Linked DNA regions of Sus scrofa: region 2 is linked to region 1. A link is a contact called in public Hi-C data. All regions are on one chromosome and are shown on one strand. The core of a region is the stretch at or near the end of the contact, and the rest is flanking DNA. Distances in the headings are between cores, read along the strand shown. Region 1 holds the start of LOC110259993 (a long non-coding RNA gene). Region 2 holds the start of ANTXR1 (anthrax toxin receptor 1).

The links. Hi-C and Micro-C count contacts between places; a contact is called where the count stands out from the background.
Region 2: a Hi-C map of omental adipose tissue shows a contact between it and region 1, with 4 times the contacts expected there. The contact joins the promoter of ANTXR1 here to the enhancer-like site in region 1. A contact is called at or near these places in 5 of 5 promoter capture datasets (fetal liver, fetal skeletal muscle, liver and 1 more), 22 of 47 Hi-C or Micro-C datasets (adipocytes, adipose tissue, brain and 13 more) and 2 of 2 datasets of contacts at active chromatin or transcription factors (alveolar macrophages and skeletal muscle).

What each region holds. Positions count from the first base shown.
Region 1 is chr3:73,089,202-73,095,965 of Sscrofa11.1, reverse strand. It overlaps LOC110259993 (a long non-coding RNA gene), which reads right to left and starts at 3. Exons shown (of 3, transcript XR_002342622.1): 1 at 1-3. Within about 2 kb of position 3,730, at least 2 of the 83 cell types and tissues checked have an H3K27ac peak or open chromatin away from gene starts, as enhancers often do. A contact at or near this core is called in omental adipose tissue, where this site is marked.
Region 2 is chr3:73,394,944-73,401,707 of Sscrofa11.1, reverse strand. ANTXR1 (anthrax toxin receptor 1) reads left to right here and starts at 3,329. Exons shown (of 18, transcript XM_003125066.6): 1 at 3,329-3,888. The coding sequence starts at 3,737.

The DNA.
Region 1 (6,764 bases), core at 2,481-4,980:
GGACGTGGGTTCGATCCCTGGCCTTGCTCAGTGGGTTAAGGATCTGGCATTGTTGTGACCTGTGGTGGAGGTCGCAGATGCCCGCTCGGCTCCTACGTTGCTGTGGCTGTGGTGTAGACTGGCAGCTGTAGCTCCAATTCAACCCTAGCCTGGGAACTTCCATATACTGCCAGTATGGCCCTAAAAAGCCCACCCTTCCAACCCCCCCCCCCAAAAAAAAGAAAGGAAAGAAAAAAAGCAGAGAATGAGGCCATCTGGATCCCAGCTCCACGAATCCCAAGGTCTTTGCACTTCAATGGTCCCCTCTTAAAATGACAAATAGTATGGAAGCCCAGAAGGGTAGGACAGGTGGTGTTCAAGGGGCAGAAGGCAACAGGGCACCTGGAGGAGAAGAAACTTGAGGAGACAGTGGGGCAAAGAGCAGGAGAGTGGAGGTCACGCTGTACTGTTCCAGCCCCACTGGCAGGCCCTGAGCACCGTGATGCCTGGAAAGTCTGCAGCTTTGGGGTGACCAGGGAGGGGTGGGTGGAGCCAGGCATGGCTCAAGGAGAGGGCACGACAGGTGTGGCAGACATCCAACCCAGGCCTAGCAGAAGACCCTAGGTGTGCACTTGTCCCCAAACACCTGGGCAAAACTCCAGAGGACTTTCAGAAATGCCTGTATAATTGAGGGCAGTGGGGGACACTGAGGTCCAGTAGTTGTGAAGAGCCCTGAAGTTGAGGTAAATGATGCTGATGGATAGACCCCAGCTGGCTGGGATACCCAGGGTGCATAACGGGGTTAGTCTGGATCACTGGAGGCCTGGTGCTGCACATTCGGACATCAGGCACTTTGGTACCCTTGGGACAGAACCAGTTTATTCATTAGGGAAATGCTGGGAGGGGCATCAGTTCAGAAGTCTGGTGCTCCTCGATGGCTTCAGAGACCCCAGAGGGCCGTGATGAGTCAACAACTGGAGACCCTCATAGGCTGCTCTAAGCTTCTGGACAGGTCCACAGATGTGTCCAGATGTTCGGGGAGGGGGAAAAATGCAAACAGCTCTACCCAAACTTTCAGAGATTTCTAATCCCTTTATGTTCCTGGGAAAAGGATGACTGAAAGCACTCTCTTTGTTCCTTATTTCATACTGTAAGTTTCTAGAAGGACTCAATCTTCCTAGAGACTAGAGGGAGCAATGTCAGATCTGCCAGAATCTGGGACCCTCTGGAGACAGGGGCAGGTAAGCTGGATCCAGTGATTCCTGAGGCCTGATCTACTCCCCTGCCTTTCCAATTAACATGATCCAGTAAAGTCCCTTTTGTGCTTCAATTCAAGAGAGTAGGATTTTCCATTACTAGTCACCAAATGGGTCCTTGTACAATACTGGAGCTTGTTAAGGCTTCACAGATGCCTGGTTGTGGGCTCACCCCTCAGGCAATGGCAACAGGACACATGGTTGACTGGGAAGGCTGCAAGTGGTCTGAAGAGGCAGAGAAGTTAGGGAAGTGGAGTCACGTTTTGTCACGCTCGTGACCTAAATTGCAATGGCAGTCTATACCTCTGGATGCTCCGTATAGGCTGGTCCCATAAAGTTTAGATCCATGAAAAGCCTGTGTCACACTGTCATACTGCAGGTTGATTTCTCTTCCACTAGCCACCGCTCACCCTTGCCCTTCGAGATAGCAGTCCTTAACACTTAGTTTTGAAGTGCATTGGGTGCCTGAAAACAGCCTCGCAAAATAATAAAATTCTACTCGAGTCCAAATGGCTCAAACTAACAACACACAAAGCGAAGAGGCCCCTGTAGAGTGAGGATTATTAAATATGAAGTATGTTTGTCAGGAAAAACCTTTGTTTGTATAAACAGTAGACGCACCACCATGGTAACCCTGCTTGGTTTGCAGCCCATAGAGGCCTCCCGGCCAAATTCCCACCTCCTTTTTCACTGCTAGCCTACATTTTTTGAAAAACATCTCCAGCCAAAATTCCATGATCTGCCTGCTTGGTTTCCAGGCTCAGAAAATATCATTTAAAAAGTGGTGGGGAACTGGATGAAACCATGGCCAAAGTTTCTAAATGAAGGCTCATTTCACACACACACACACACACACACACACATAGATGCATTTTGTTTGCCAACTACAGTATGCTTTTCCTTTTTTATGAAACCCAAGTTTCCTTGGGCCCCACAAGCCTGCAGGGCCGTAAAATAGCATTAACATGTGGCCCACTGTGACCATCTTCACGCTGGGCTTTTCTCCCACCTGCTCACAGAGCATCCTAGGGGTACACTGAGATGCACCCCTGAACAGAGCTATCGAGAGAAGAGGCACAGCGCAGCCTAGCCTGCGGTGGTGTCCCTGTCACCTCTGCATTCTCCCCAGAAGTCAAGGCACTTGGTGGGATGTAGTGAAGCTGTGGAGGAGTCCTCACTTCCCTCGGTGTTCTGCTCAAGGAATAAGCACCAAACCAAGCTGTTGGGCCCATTAACTGGCTTGTTGACAAGTTTAGCATTAGAGGCCCTTGCCATCCGAATGGGTTGGCATCCAATCAGGGTTCTTGGCTTTCCTTAGAAATTGCTAAGAGGCCAGACAAGAAACACAGGCAAGGCTTTATTCAGGGCCCTGCTGCAACGAGGTGGTGGGGGACAGAGGGAAAACAAGTGACGTCCCTTGCTCATCCCTGGAGGCAGGGGCAAGCTGGTTCCTTACATGGGGTACAGGTGGGCCCAGGGGTCAGGCTAGAGGGGTAGCTTAGGTGGTTTGCCCACCTCTTTGACCAGGGTGTGTGGGGGGGACACGCATAGTCCCCTGCTTTTTCTCCCAGCTCTTCAGAAGTGGCAGTTGGGACTGATACAGGTTATTGGAAAAGGCCAATGGGAGAAAACCACCTCTTTCTGGAGCCCACATTGGTACCCACCCACCCTCCTATTTTTAAGGGCTAAAAATCCCTATAAGACAATAGAGAGGGAGTTCCCGTCGTGGCTCAGTGGTTAACAAATCCAACTAGGAACCATGAGGTTGCGGGTTGGATCCCTGGCCTTGCTCAGTGAGTTAAGGATCTGGCGTTTCTGTGAGCTGTGGTGTAGGCCGGTGGCTACAGCTCTGATTCAACCCCTAGCCTGGGAACCTCCATATGCCGCGGGAGCCGCCCAAGAAATGGCAAAAAGACAAAAAAAAAAAAAAAAAAAAAAAAAAAAAAGACAATAAAGAGAGGGGCTCTCCTCCCCGCTCCCAGCTGTCCTGGGAGCTATTTGTTTTTCTGTAGTAAAGACTTTGTTTGCTTGCTTGCTTGCTATTAAAAAAAAAAGTGGCAATTGGGTTTTTTAGGTATTTTTGTGTCTTGTTGTCCATAATTTGCCCCAACTGTGCATGCAGTTATTTTTAGTCCCATATAGTTTCTTTGTATTTTGTTGCTTGAAGAGATGTTTGTCTAGGTGCAAACACTGCAGCAAAGGGTCCCAGGTCCCAGCCTGTCTCATGAAGACCTCAGCCATATATCCAAGGGCCAGTCCAAGTGGTGGCTCCTGGCTTGTCTCAGGATACCCTGCCCTCCAGCTGCTGAGGTCAGAGGCATCCAGTCTAACCCACAGGAGGCTGCTCAGTTCACCTGAATAGGCCTCTGGGGGGCCCCACCCACCCACTTAGACAAGTATGAACACGTTTGACCCACTTACACCCAAGCGGGGATCTCCAATCCCCCCAACAAGAGGGACAGAAGAGAAGGCAGCAGTGACAGCCACCCTTTTCCATCTGCCCGCCTGAGGTCGACAGTCTGGGCCCAAGTACCAGGGAAAGGATTGCTCTACTCCAGGAGAAAAGTAAATTGACATCAGATTATTTTCCAACAGCTTTTTCCCACTTTTTAACATCTGCCACATTGCATTCCACATTCCAGTTTTCGAAAGGACAGGGGTATTAATAACATAAAAGAAAAGTGAAATTAACTGGAATCAAGAACTTTATTATTTTCAAGTGTATAAAGCATGAGATTTATTGCCGAGCAGCGAGAATGGCTTTTACCTGAAATGTCCCCCTTGAAACCAGGAAACCAGACCCACAGAGACATAGTGACGTTGCAACACATAGAGTTTAAGTTGTTTATTAAGTCTGGTCAAATGTGGGATTTCTCTTTCTTTCTTTTTTAAATCTGGTTTGCTATAGTTTCACTTACCTTTTAAAGTTCTTCATAGAGAATATGTGATACTTTCTCTTACCTCCTTCCCATTCACATTTCTTAAGTTTCACCCTCCATATGTTACATGTATTACATACGTTACTTATATTACAGGCTTAAAAGTACTTTTATAGACATTTTCTCAGGTAATAAGTGTTTAAGAGCTTCAAGGCCCCAGTTCACTATCTTTTTCGATCTCAAATCGGCCTTCAATTCACACATTTCCATCTCAGCCAGGGTATGTGGGAGCCAGAAAAAGACTTTAGAGAAAGGCGAATTGGCTCATCCTAGTGTGTTTCAATCCAAGCATCACACCAAGAAAAGGATGTCTCTGCTTAGCTCGGCTCCAACTGGTGGCGAGAATAGAGGAGCTAAATAATTTTTTGTATAAACCAGGCCTTTTACATTATTACTTCCTTCCCAATATTGTAAGTATTTGAACAACTCTATGAATGTTTGATACCAGTTCCAATGGGGGAGGGGGGAGGGCAGTCCCCTCCCCACCTAGCAATCAACTCAATTCTGACACTGCCTATCCAGAAAGGGCATCAGAGGCCACAGGCTAAGGCCTCATTCCCACAAGACTGTCCTCCACTTCAGATGCCAATCACAAATCCAGGTTATCAACCTGTGCTTCTGACAGACTGGCTATAAATCAGAGATTCCCATCATCCGCACCCCTAACTTGGGTTCAATTAAATTGCTAGAGCATCTCACAGAGCTCAGGAAACCTGTTTACTCACTAAATTACTGGCTTATTCCAAAAGACATTAAAGAATATGAATCAACAGCCAGAGAGAAGAGATGCACGGGGTGAGGCACAGAGTCTTCATGCTTTCCCAGCCCTTCCTTCCATGTGTTCATCAACCCAGAAGCTCTCCAAACACTGTCCTTTTCGATGTATATGGAGGCTTCATCACACAGGCATAGTTGATTTGACTCAATGGTCACTGCTGATTGATTCAACTTCCAGCCCCCTCACCCCTTCCTAGAAATCAGAGGATGGGACTGAAAGTTCTAAACTTCTAATCATGTGGTTGGTTCCCTTGGCAACTAACCCCATCCCTAGTGACCCAGGAGCTTTCCAAAAGTTACTTAACATCAAAAGCATCTTTATGATGCTCATCACTCAAGCAATTCCAAGGGGGTTAGGAGTTCTGTGCCAGAAACTAAAGAACAAATATATATTTCTTATTATACATCACAATACCACAATATGCAAGGTCCTTTTTCTCTTATTAATTCATTCAGATTCAGATCTGCAGGGGTACACCGTGCTCCCTCTCATACCGTGGTCCAAAGGGTAGACATGAGTAGGTCAGCCCATGAATATAGAGAGATAAATGGTGACTGAACACTGCAATGAATGTTTTCCTCCAGGGAGACAGAGAACCATGGCTCATACACACTCTTGCCTGAGGCTATACCTGGACACAATGACGCTATGAGATCTAAAGATGATGTTTCTCAACATGTGGATCTTGGCTACTCGTATCCAGATTATCTTTGGTGATTGTTAGAAATGCAGGTTCCTGGGCTGCAACTCCACCCCCTGAATCCTAGTCTCTGCTGTTGACCTGAGCATCTGCACTTTTTAATTGAGACTGCTCAAGCACATTAAAATTTAAGAGCTACTTCCTCAAGGCCTAAAAAGAGGCATAATAGTCTCTCTTGGTAAAACTGGACTGGGAAACAGGGATGACCAGATCCCAAACAGGTCCTTTAGGAGTTAAAGTTGTGCACATTTAAGCCCCAAATTCTACTTGATGGCAAAGATTTCAAACCATGAACACAGAAAGCAATTCTGAACTGGTAGTCTTAGGCACCTCACAGAATTAAATGCAAAACCTCTCTGAAGGAATACACCTTCATCCTAGGCTTCAAAGTAATTCTCTGAGGAACTCACAGTTGAAGTGAACAAACCACACAAAGAAACAAGCCATCAGGAATGAATGCCAGCAGAAACAACAGACTGTCCAGATACCTGAAATATCAGGCATAGACTTAAAAATAACTCTGTATATTGTGTTTAAAGAAGTAAAAGACAAAGACGAAAAAAGCTTCAAGGAAGAGAAAATGGTGACCAAGGTTGAAAAATAACCAAAAAGAACTTCTAAGGCAACACAAAATGTGTGTATGTACAAAATCACCGAAATTTAAAAGTCAGTGGATTGACTGTCATCAGGCACAAAAAGAAATTTCTAGGGAAATAAAAACATTCTACAACTGGAATGAGGTGACTGTTGCACAACACTATAAATTCACAAAAACATATGGAATTCCACACTGAAAATGGATAAAATTTACGGTTTATAAAGTATTCCTTAATAGAGCTGGTTTTTTAAAAAATCCTCAAAGAATTACTTTCAAAACAAACTAGAGACAGCTAAGAGTAAACTAGACCAGAAGACAGATGAGAAGAAATTATTTGGAATGATTCACAGAGAGACAAAAGATGAAAAATATGCCTGGCAGGTTAAAAGGCATGGAGGATAGGGTGAGATGGTCTAACTTATGTCCAGTCAAGGTACCAGAAGGAAATGAGAGGCTAAATGGAGAAGGAACAACATTCAAAGAGTTACTAGATGAAATTTTTCCAATTCAAAAT
Region 2 (6,764 bases), core at 2,080-4,579, 310 kb before region 1:
AAGTAGGGCATTCAAGCATCTGAATCCTTCTCACTACCTCTCTGTTCTCTAAAGCATCACCTTTGTCCCAGGTGAGCCTCTTCCACGCTCTTCCACTCTTTTCCCTTTCTCATTACTTCATACTGAATTTCCTTCTGTTTGGGAACTGTGTCCTCACCTGTCTTTAATAACTGTGTCACTACTGAAGAGTTCTATCAGGACACTTCTGATTGCCTGCCAGACTAACTTCCTCAATATAAACCTCTCAAGATATTCCTGTCACCCAAACTCTAAAGGACCTAAGAGGTCCCTAGAGCATGAGGATGAGAGAAAACATTCCTAATCCTCCATGACCTCTCCTCTTCCCCAAATTTCTTTCCAATTCAAGTCCCTTTCTATTCTTTGCCAATCCTGTCACCCACAAGTATTTCCTCCATTGTGATTTTCTATCTCATATTCCTTTCCCTCCTAATCAGTTTCCCCTGGTTTTTCTGCTTTCGCCTACAAACTCACTTTCTGTAGATTTTCCTCACCTTCTCTTTCATCAGAGAGCTGCAATGGGACCAGAGTGGGATTTCAGTCCTTTGGGTGAGGGGGAAGGTATGAAAAAAAAAAAAAAGACTTGGACAAGTTAGAGAATTTTATTTTATTTTATTTTTGTTTTTTAGGGCCATACCCATAGCATATGGAAGTTTCCCAGGCTTGGGGTCGAATCAGAGCTACAGCCGCCAGCCTACACCACAGCTCACATCAATGCCAGATCCTTAACCCACTGAGTGAGGCCAGGGATCAAACGCACATTCTCAAGGATCCTAGCTGGGTTTGTTACCACTGAGCTTCAATGGGAACTTCAAGTTAGAGTATTTTAATCTCTCCCCAGTTACTTTTTTCTGAGAGCTGTTATTCCCAAAGTATGGGTGTCAACAGACATTAAAAAAAAAAAAGTGTTTCATGGTCAAGTAAGCCTGGGAAATACAGTTAGACAAGTTTGTCCCTAAAGATGGTCTCAAATTTTTAACATGGTAATAGGTATTTATTAGTTGTCTATTATTGCATAACAAATTTCCTTCAAAATTAAAGGCTCAAAATATAAATACATATATTCATTCTCTCATAATTTCTGTGGGTCAGGAATCTGGGATTGGCTTAGCTGAGAGGTTCTGACTTGGAGTTTCTCATAAGGTTACAGTCAAGATGTCAACCAGGACTGCAGTCATCTGAAGGCTTGACTGGGGCCAGAGGATCCACCTCCAAGACACTCACATGCCTGGCAAATTGATGCTGGCATCAGCAGGGGGTCTCAGTGTCTCACTACATGGACTTCTCCATAGGGGCACCCATGACAGGGCAAACTCATGACATGGCATTGGGCTCCCCAGAGAAAGTGATTCAGGAGAGCAATAATTGAAGTATTATTATAGAAGTATAATTGATTTACAATGTTGTACTAGCTTCAAGTGTATAGCAAAGTGACATAGATAGATATTCTTTTTCAGATTCTATTCCATCATGTTTTATTACAATATAGTGAATATAGTTCCCTGTACTCTACAGCAGGACTTTGTTGTTTATCTCTTTAATATGCAGTAGTGTGTATCTGCTAATCCCAAACTCCTCATTTGTCCTTTCCCCCCACTTTCCCCTTTGGTAACCATAATTTTGTTTTCTATGTCTGTGAGTCTGTTTCTTTTCCATGAAAAAGTTCATGAGTATCTTATTTTAGATTCCACATATAAGTGATATCATGATATTTGTTTTTCTCTGTCTGACTTAACTTCATTTAGTATGATAGTTGCTAGGTCCATCCATGTTGCTGCAAATGGCATTATTTCATAATTTTTTGTGGCTTAGTAATATTCCATTGTAATATATACCACATCTCCTTTATCCATTCATCTGTTGATGGACACTTAGGTTGCTTCCATGTCTTGGCTATAGTAAACAGTGCTGCTGTGAATACTTGGGTCATACATCTCAATATCACAAAAAAACAACCCAATCAAAAAATGGGCAGAAGACCTCAATAGACATTTCTCCAAAAAAGGCATATAGCTGGCCAACAAGCACATGAAAGTATGCTCAACATCACTAATTATTAAAGAAACATAAACCAAAACTACAATGAGGTACCACCTCACACTGGCCAGAATGACCATCATTAAGAAGTCCACACCTAATAAATGCTGGAGAGGGTGTGGATAAAAGGGAACCCTCCTACACTGTTGGTGGGTATGTCAATAGGTACAGCCACTATGGAAAACAGTATGGAGGTTCCTTACAAAACTAAATATAGAGTTGCCATATGATCTTGAAATCCCACTCCTGGGCATATATCTGGAGAAAACTTACTCAAAAAGATACATGCACAATGTCTGTTAAGACCTAGTCTCAGAAGCCACACATCATCATTTCTGCAGTATCATTAATTACACACAGATCAGTCTCATTTTGTGTAGGAGGGGAGGTGTGAATACTGGGAGATAGGAACTTGAGACAGGCTAGTGCAATGTATTATGGATCGCCAAAATTTAGAGACTCTCAGGTGGGGTGGTGGGGGGAAGATGAGTGTCTGGAGAAATAATCCTGGAAAACAGAGCATGAGGGTGTACTGAGGATTCCCATAGAGGAAGACACATGGAACTAAAATTGAGTTCCTGCGAGGAACTCACAGCCCACTATAAGGAGGATCCTTCGCTTTAGGAAGGCTAGCACAGGGCTTCCTGGCCAGGCTCAAACTGCTTGGAAGCTTCACCTTCTTGTAAGCTGTTTACGTCCTCTTCCCTAAATCAAAGATTGGGTGAAAAAATTATTAAAGTTCACAGGCTGAAAAGAACTTATCCCAGAATTCCTAAAATCTGGAGTCTGAGGCCATGTAGCATGCTTAATTCTTCCATGTTGGCAAAAGCCTTCTGTTTTCAGCCACATGACCACACCCCAGCAGTCTCTTTTATGATCTGCGATAAGTGTACAGTAAGGTCACTTGGATGATTCAGATAACAAAGGCCCCTTCTTCTCCACTCCTTTGCCCAACATCTTGTTTGCAAAGGTCCCAGCCTGGGGTCAGAGCCCTAGTGCTTGGAGTAGGTTCTCATCAAATGTTTACAGTGACCTTATCAGCGGACATAGGACAAATAAGGAAAGGGCAAGAACAAAAAGGCTAGTGAGTGAGAAAGAACTAGGCATGAGGAAGAGGTCATGGAGAGTGAAAGGGAAGATGCCTGAGAAAGAGGAAGAATATGAAAACGTGCACAGCCACGCTCCCTTGAACACCAAAGAGTGCTTTCACCGCCCTTGACCACAAGGTGGCACCCTTTGAACTTCCTTCCGCCATCAAAATAAGAAAGGGGGTAGAGAGGAGGGAGAAAAGCACTCCCCCAAGCAAGAACAATTTGAAAACCCACCCCATAATATTTAAAATCTGGGACAAAGAACCATCCGGACGCAACTGCTTCAACTGCAAAACCTCAGCGCTGCCTCCGGAGCGGCCCGTCGGCCAGAGTCAGGAGCAGCCCCTTTAAAAAAGCGGAGTACAGTATTGGGATTCTTGAAACCTGAAACCTAGAAACAGAATCGAAGCGGAAACCAGAAGGAAAACCTTGAACTCCTCCAGACAATTGCTTCCGGGGAGTTTCGGGAGAGCGAGGGGGAATAAAGGGCCCGAGAGGAGGGCCCCTCGGATGGCGCGCCCCTGAGGGTCCTGGCGACTTAGAGGAGCGTGGGAAGGAGAGGACCCTACCCTCTCCCTGGGCTGCAGGACATGGCCACCGTGGAGCAGAAAGCTCTGGGCATTGGCTTCAAGTGTCTCTCTTTGGCCACTTTTGTGCTCATCTGCGCCGGGCAAGGGGGACGCAGGGAAGAAGGGGGTCCAGCCTGCTACGGGGGATTTGACCTGTACTTCATTTTGGACAAGTAAGTGCCACGAGTTGTTCCAATCTAGGCTAAGCCGATGATGCTTTCTCCCCGGGCTGGGCTCCTCGGCAGGGTCGCTTTAGGACAGGCGCGCATCTCCAGGGACCGAGAGCGGCCGCGGGAGGTGGCGGTGGCCTCAGCGCTGCGCCTTTGTCGCCGCTGGAGCGCGCTTCCCCATCCTCCCCCGCTGCCTGAGCCCGCAGGGCAGGCTTGTATGCGGGACAACTTCTGTGCTTTGCTTTTTGCGACCGAGGCGCCTGAGTTTGAGGATAGGAGTGAGAGTATGCTGTAGACCTATTGCGTTTCTCTGAACGCTTTCCGTTTGCTTTAGAAACCTTGGTGAGAAAAGCTTGCTTACGGGAGGTAGAACTTTAAGGTACTTCTAAAGTAAGAGGCTTTTCAAAACCAATCATCTCCTTTTGAAAAACTTTGCCTTACATATTGCTTTGCTTTTGTTCCTAATAATATAATGCAGGCTGACTGCTCGGTTAGTGAAAATATAAAGGGAATTTCTCCCTTCAGCAGCATTCCTCCCTTCAGAGGCTGGGAAATTCTTTGTTGTGGGCACGTCCTGTGTTGCAGGGTTTTCGGCAGCATCCCTGGCCTCTCTCCGCTAGGTGCTGGTAATACCCCCCGCCAGAACCCCCCACCCCGCTGCCCCCACCGATCTCTCCGTGGTGACAACCAAAAGTGTCTCCAGACGTTGCCGAAAGTCCCCTGCAGCTATATTCCTCCGCCCTCTGGGCTTGAGAAACCCTGATGTTGGCAAATTCAAGTTCTGGCGATTTGACTGGTGGGCTACCAGGGAGGAGCAGGAGCCCTGGTTTCTTTCTGAAAATGGATTCGGCTTCAGGGCTGTGTTCAAGGGAGATCTGAACTCTGACCAATGAAACACTTTCCCAAGCCCCCTTAGATTTGCCAAGCCAGTCATTCACAGAGGTTGCATACTATACACTCAAACCCAGTGTTAACAATAAAAAGCCCCTCAGAGAAGTTCGGAGCTCAGGAAAACTGTGTGTGAGCTCCCCAGTGCCAGGACAGGCGCTTGCTGCTACAGTGGTGGGGAGATGAATTTCACAGACTGGAAAGTATTTGGGAGTTGGAAAAAGAGTCCTGCAAAATAAGCTGGCCAGCTAGACACCAAATGTGCTTTGCAGTTGCCCCTGGAGTTTGATTTTTTTCCATAAAGGCTGTTTTGAACTCCAGATTCTTTGGATGAAAAGTGAGATCTCTTTCTTGCAGATTTATGAGAAGGTGGATACTGAAAATATCCTCCAATGCTAAGAAATGGAATTTCTCTTCTTTCTGCTAGTGGCTACGGCTCACAGAGTCAGAGACTGTGTCTGAAAATAGTCAGAGATGTCCATTATGGTGCTTTAAAAAAAAAAAAAGAAAGAAAGAAAAGCCAGTTCAGAAGGACATAGAGGAAGACTTAAATAAATGGACAGAAACACCATGTTCCTGAATGGAATAATTCCAGACTATAGAGATAGCAACTCTTCCCAAATTAATTTATAAGTTAAGCTTTAAAGTCAGAGTTCTGAAAGAGTTTATCTTGGAGGTGAGAGGGGTTTAGCAAAATGATTCTAAGGTTTATCTTAGAGAAAAGAGCAGGCAAGAAAGAGCTGAAACATTTTGGGAAAAGAATAATGAAGAAGTACTTATATGTCGAAGTATTAAAATGTATTGTAAGACAAATTGATAAAAACAGGATGGGAAAAGCCATAGAATGGGTGGACAGGATAGAAAATCTAGAAACAGATCCAAGGATGTGTAAGCATTTAGCAGAAGTTCAAATGAGGAATGAATTCATTATTTTTAAAAATGATTCTTGGACAAGAGGTTGGTAACATGCCAAAGAAAAAGGTTACATTTCTACTTTAACCTCTCACCCCCAATGCCAAAATAAATTCCAAGAGGACTGAAAATTTAAGGGTTTAAAATGAAATGATGAAAGACCTAGAAGAAAATTTAGATGGATATGACTATAATCTTAAATTTAGAGCTTTTAAAACAGGGTAGAAACATACAGAAACTACCAAAAATTTAAATATATTACAAGCTTACACTTCTATCAGTGGAAGAAATGCCATAACTAAAAGATAACAAGTTACAAAAACTTTTGCAACATAAATTCACCTCTGCAGAGTGACCTTAATGTATAATAAGCAGTTTTTGAAAAGCTCTTTCCAATAGAAAATAGGCTTACTATATAAATAATTCACCAAAAAAATGAAAGTCAATAAACAAACAAAAAAGTGTAACTTCACTAGTAATCCAAGAAATGGAAAAAGTCAAACAAGATATAATTTATATTAAGTTGGCAAAGATTTTTAAAGACATAATATTTCGTATTGGCCAACTTGTGGGAGGCAGGCATTGTCATATCTTCCTAAGGAAAATCTAAATTCCTACTGGCTTTCTAGACTTGTGCCGTTCAACAGAACTTTCTGTGATAATGGAAATGTTCTTTATCTGTGCTTCCAAGATGGTATCGACTAGCCATAAGTGCCTGTTGGAAAGGTGTCTAGTGGAATTGAGGAAATGAACTTTCTGTCTTATCTAACTTTAATTAATTTAAATTTAAATAGCCACATGTGGCTATCAGATTAGATAGCAGAGACAAGAAAGTAATTTGGCAACAGGGATCTAAGGAAAAACCCAAGATAGTCAGAAAGAAGTGCCTCTAGAGGTATGTTCCTGACAGTACTCTTTATCACAATAAAGCTGAAAATGACCTAAGTGTCCATCCAGAGGGGACTTCATAAATAAGGCATGATATACGCACAATATTGTGTATGCATGTTATGCATAGTTACAAGATATTTTTTGAAGAAATAATACTCATAATATATATACTCTTATGTGAAAATACA